Linked DNA regions of Mus musculus: region 1 is linked to region 2. A link is a contact called in public promoter capture Hi-C data. All regions are on one chromosome and are shown on one strand. Each heading gives the region's core, a stretch centred on a gene start, on an enhancer-like site or on the middle of the called end of the contact. The rest is flanking DNA. Distances are from core to core; before and after follow the strand shown.

Region 1 (2,924 bases), core at 60-2,559, 360 kb after region 2:
GATAGCCCAACTCTGCATCTACCAGGTGAACCACAAACAGTAGTAGGGTCTGGGGACAGCCTGGATGGGATGTGCCAGGGAAGAACACTGAAGAAAGGTTCTGGGCTTTCTCTGAATATAAAGTGCAGTGTTTGTGTGTGTTTGTGTGTGTGAGCACACGTGCATGTGTGTGCCTGTCTGTGCATGTCTGTGGTGGGGGCATTCATATGTGTGTGCATGTATGTGTGTGGATGTGTGTGTGGATGATAGCCAGGTTCCTTCAGGAATGACAAGAGTCCAGGGAGCCGAGCCAGTAGATTGTCTGTCACAGAATGTCAGTCCACACCAGAATCCTGAGGTCACCCACCCAGGGGCTGCACTGGTCTTTCCCTGGGATGGCTGTTACCTGCAGGGATGTTCCAGATGTCTCTGAGGTCACCAAGAAAACTTGTAGAGAATGCAGACCCATGGGCTGGGGCTTCCAGCATGAGTCCCTGGTGCCACTGCCCCCACTGGAGAGTCAAAGTCATCCTCTCCTGCATGGTGAGTTCAAGGCCAGCCTGGGCGGTTTACTGTGACCCTGTCTTAAAATATATATATATGGCTGAAGTTATAACCCAAGCCAAGTACTGCAAAAGCCAAAAAAAAACCCAAGTAACAGAGAGAATAGAAAAAACCGGAGATGAACATCAGAATACAGAAATGATAAACAAGCAAATAAAAAATCAGTATTTCCTCACTATCCTGGGTCTCTGCTCGGGATTCAAACTCGTTCCTTGAAAACCACAAGGGAGCTTCCTGTCCCTGGCTCCCATGGGGTTTTTTGACTGGACCTTGCTGTTCTGTTAGATCTGGGCTGAGATGGGGAGTTTGATCGGTGTTTTCTTACTGCTAAAATGATGCTCAGCGGAAGATGAATATTATCACAATATGGGATACAAATGTATGCAAACGTCATAATGAAACTCATTATACCATACAATAAATACACACCAATAAAATAAACTCGAAAATCCAAACAAAACAAAGCCTGACTTAGTACATGCCTAACGTTAAGCAGCTTCTCCTCAGAGAGGCCCCTTTGATTGCACCATTGATTGCCAATCTTTAGACGCATAACCCCGCCCTCCAGCTAGTGAATGGCCCGTGGAGACGCCATTCCTGGGTTTGGCCCGCCCACTCGAGCCCGAAGCCCCGCCCTGCCCCCAAGGCTAAGCCTACCAGACTGTCGGCCCTAGGCTCCTCCTCTGGACCAACCTCCGCCACCTTGGCTTCTGATTGGTCCGAATGCTACAGAGGCTCCGCCCTCATCGCGGGAGACCCCGCCCCATGGAAGAGCCCTCTCTAGGCCCCGCGGTGCGTTCGGCTGTGCGGCTGCTGAGACACTGGCTGGAGGCAGGTGAGCTCCGCATGCTGAAGAGACTCGGGGTGTATCGGGGAGGAGTGGGCTGCCTCAGAGAGGACGGGGGCAGCCCAGAGAAGTGGGGTGAAGTCAGACAAGAGTGGGGTGCAGTCAGAGAGAGTTGGGGTGCAGTCAAAGAGGAGTGGGGTGCAATCAGGGAGGAATGGGTGGCAATCAGTTATGGAGGAGTGGGGTGCAGTCAATTAGGGAGGAGTGGGGTACAGTCATACAAGACTGAGTTTGGTGCAGTCAGATACGTATTGGGTAAGGTGACAGGAGTGTGGTGTAGTCAGGGGAGTGGCGTACAGTCAGGAGAAGTGGGGTACAATAAGGGAGGAGTGAAGTGAAGTCAGACAACAGTGGGATACAGACAGAGAAGAATGGAGTTCAGTCATGGAGAAGAGGGGTGCAGTCAGGGAGGAGTGGGGTGCAGTCAAGGAGGAGTGGGGCACTACCTGTTTGCTGTTTGGTTGCACACAGTACCAACACCTTGGAGACAAAGACATAGAGCAGGGGGAAGGTACCTGTGTGTCCCTCTCAGGGACTCAGGGTACATAGGCTTAGATCTTGGGGTGCACAAGGCTCCAGTGTTGACTGACTGTTTCAGAAACTTCCTGTGGGAGTGTTAGGGGCAATAGTGTTAAGGTGTGTGGGCAGCTCTCCACTGCGGGGGTGGGATGGGGTGGGGGTAGGGGCGAGGTGGGAGAGAGGGTGACGGTGGCTGGCTGGGGGACCTCTTGTTATAGCACTGAAACTGTTGCCAGGTGTCAGGGAACCAGGCACCAAGTTCACCGGTTTGCAGCTGCAGACAGGTCTAGTGCTCTCAGTGGCTTTGGGACTCTGCTTTGATCTGTTAGCTGCTGTCCCTCAGTCCTCAGTCCCCCCTACCTCCTCATGAGGGCAGGGCAGCTAGCCCTGGGTAGGCTCCCTGCAGTATCTGCCAGGGAAGATATGTGTTAAGGCCATTCTGGTGCAAGCTGTCACAGAAAGACTATGAGGAACCCCCCTTGACTCCCACCATCCTGGGGTGCAAATGAGAATCTCTACCCCGGTGGTGGCAGGCGTGCTCTCCCAGTCCTTAGGAAACTGAGGCAGAAAAATGGAAAATTTGAGGCTAGCTTAGGCTACATAGTGAGTTCCAGGACAGCCACGACTGCAGAGTGAGACACTGTCTCAAAAACACCACAGTCAGCTTGCAGTTTAGTGTAAGATTGTCTCTGAACTTGGGTGACTCTGCTGTGCAGGGAACACTGGGTAACATCTAGGGACATGTGTAACTTTCTCAAATCAGGGAGGAGGTCCTGGCATGCAGTGTGGAGCCTAAGACTGCACAGTGCCTTGCAGGGCCCATAGTGTCCCACAGACAATGAACAGGCCCAGTGTCCACAGCCCAGAGGTGTGAAAAACTGCCTGAGATCTATGCAGCCAGGTTGGAAGGATGTGGACTGGGATAGAGCCCGGGGTGGAGAACCTGCCTAGAATCCCCCAGTGAGGCACTAGGGTTGGAAGCCATGTCCATCCTCCTGCCTCAGGCTCTACAGTG
Region 2 (2,750 bases), core at 13-2,512:
TTGTTTTGTTTTTTAAGATTTATTTACGTGTTTTATGTAAGTACACTGTCGCTATCTTCAGACACACCAGAAGAGGACATCGGATCCCATTACAGATGGTTGTGAGCCACCATGTGGGAATTGAACTCAGGACCTCTTGGAAGAACAGTCTGTGTTCTTAATTTGTTTAGTGTCATTTACCCAGGGGCTGGCACAGGTGTGCCCATGGGATGGTCAGAGTTACACCTTGCAGGAGTTGGTTCTCGCCCTCTACCAAGTGATCCTGGGTATAAGGTGGGCTCCAGCTGGCTTAGCTGCAATCACCCTACCTTTTGAGCCATTGTGATGGGCCCAACATGTATGGTTTTGAACCTGGACCCTCTTGAGGTTTATTTCCAGCTGTCATCACTTGGGGCTTCTGGGAGTGAGTACTCAGGGACACGATAAATATTTTGGGGGGGCAGGTGTCTAACAGTCGTTCTAACAATGCAGAAGTTGAGGCTGGAGAATTGCTTCCAGCTCGAGGCTAGCCTGGCTAGAGAGAAAAAGGTAGCTCGAAAATTGAAAACAATAAACGCACAGTGAGTAACCAGCAGCGTCCGCGCGCCGAGCGCCATCCGTGGGGTAGTCACTTAACTGTTGAGTGAATCATAGCTTCAGGGGGAAGCGCCCCACTTCTTCCACAAACAGGAGCCACGCCTTCCTCCGCGCCTAGTTACTCCTGTTCTAGTCGTCCCCCCCCCCCATTCAGCCGTGGTCTTCCCCGACTGCTCATCCCAACACGGTTGCCCCGGGCAACAAGTGCCGTCTCGCTTCCTGTATTGATTTAAATCCTGAAGGACGTCCCATACTCCCGAGCTGCTCCGCGCTGGGGCGCGCAGGCGCAGCTGTTTGGGGTGGACGCGAGCACGGCACAGAGTGGGAGTGTCTAGGGGGCGTGCCCGCAAGGGACAGGGAAAGAGGCGGTGTGGGGGCGTGGCCTAGGAGAGGCGTTGGTAACTCGAGGGGCGTGGCTTCAGCACAGGCCACAGGGGGTTGGCGGAGAGATCCGTGCGTGTGGGCCGTGAGCGTGGCTGAGGGCGTGGCTTGCCCACGGAAAACCTTGGCGGCGTTGGGGGGGAGGACCTAGGGGGCGTGGCCTAGGCGCGGTGATGCGCTGGGCGGCGGGGCCGGTCGCGGGCGCGCGCGCGGCCTGCGGGACAGATTGGGGGAGGGAGTCGGGTTGCCACTGAGTTCCGCCATATTAGCTACCGCGGAGGCCGGGGGATTCCCGTGAGCAGCGGCGGCGGGGCCTGTCGCAACGGCGGGGCCTCGAACAGGCGCGGCGTGTTCCTGGGACCGGCGGGAACCGGCGGGTGCCGGCTGGCGACCGGAGCGAGGCAGGTGAGGACACGGGTGACTCGGGGACCCGCCCCCCCAGCCGACCCCTTCCTTCTCTGGGGCTCCAGTGCGGCCTGATCCTGAACCCCACATCCCAGCGACCTCCAGTACCGGCCCCGACCCCGCCAGCTCTCTGAGTCTGTCAGAGTCCTCCATCCCCAGAGCTCTGCTCTGATAGTTGCTCCCCTCGAATCCAGGGCACCACCCGTCTTGTTCCCCCGAACCCCAGAATGCAAACCAGCTTCCCAGATGAGGCCCTGAGTCACCCCAACCCTGAGTCCCCTCACCCGGCAACCTCGCCTTGACCTCGCTCTGTCCATCACAGCAATCATCGCCCAGAGCCTTGTTCAGAGCACGGCTAATGTCCAAATCCAGGCATTCCACATGTTGCAGCTCAGAACCCTAGGTCAGGCTCCTTGCGCCCCCAAATTCAGGTCACCCTTTACTACTTCCACCAAAACCACCCAATTCAGGTGAGGTCCTGAGTCAGATCTCAGACGGTCTGTCCCCAATGACCTCGCCCTGTCACCAACACTCTGTATTCTTTTGAGCTATGTTCCCTTAAATTTAGAGCATTCTGTCTCATGCTGATCACTCAAGACTCAACTGCAAACCATTCATCTGCACCCTGTTGACTTCCAAATGTAAATCCCCCTGCCTCAGATGCTCCCTACATCCAAACTGGGATCTGAGTCAACCTCCAGAGTCCAGGAGTCTCAAATCTGGCATTCCCCAGGTGGGAAGGATTGTGAACTAAATTTGCCGTAAACACCCAGTGGTTCAGCCAACAACCAGGTGTCTCATCTCAGGGGAGACATGGCCAGAAACCACAGACATTCTGTGTCCCCAAATCCACCACGTACCCTCTCAGATCTGAACCTCCACTCTGTGTCTTCAAATGCAAGTCCAGGTCCTTCCATCCTCTATCCCTGATCCAAAGCCATTGTCCCCTACAAAGCCCTTAAATCACCCCACCAACTTCACTTGTCTCCAGCTGTAAGCCTGACACCAACCTCTGTATAGGCATTACCTTCCTACCCCGCTCCCCTAAATTCTCTGCTAATTGAGAGCACCTGGTGGGATGCACTCCTTGTTGAGAACACCTGGTGGGAAGCACGCCCCCTACCCGTCCTGTCTGAGAGATGACCTCATTCCTCTGGCTGCTGAGTCCCAGTCCTAGCTCCTTCCTGCTGTTTGAATGAGGGTGATTCCCCAGTGAAGATTCACCCAGAACAGACACCACCTCTGGCTCTCGGGATCAGGGCTTAGAAAGAAAGGGAGTTGGTGGCTCTAGCTCTCATGGGGCTGGGATGGCATGTGTTGTAAAGATTAATGGAGTTCTCAAGTGTGGATTTGGTACTTGAGGAGTTTAGCCCATGTTTTGTGGTTCA

The links. Capture Hi-C pulls out chosen DNA fragments and counts their contacts.
Region 1: a promoter capture Hi-C map of liver shows a contact between it and region 2. The contact joins the promoter of Gng7 here to the promoter of Fzr1 in region 2. A contact is called at or near these places in 6 of 39 promoter capture datasets (embryonic stem cells, fetal liver, liver and 1 more) and 1 of 9 other capture datasets (liver).

What each region holds. Positions count from the first base shown.
Region 1 is chr10:81,013,310-81,016,233 of GRCm38.p6, reverse strand. Gng7 (guanine nucleotide binding protein (G protein), gamma 7) reads left to right here and starts at 1,309. Exons shown (of 4, transcript NM_010319.3): 1 at 1,309-1,378.
Region 2 is chr10:81,376,882-81,379,631 of GRCm38.p6, reverse strand. Fzr1 (fizzy and cell division cycle 20 related 1) reads left to right here and starts at 1,262. Exons shown (of 14, transcript NM_019757.1): 1 at 1,262-1,362.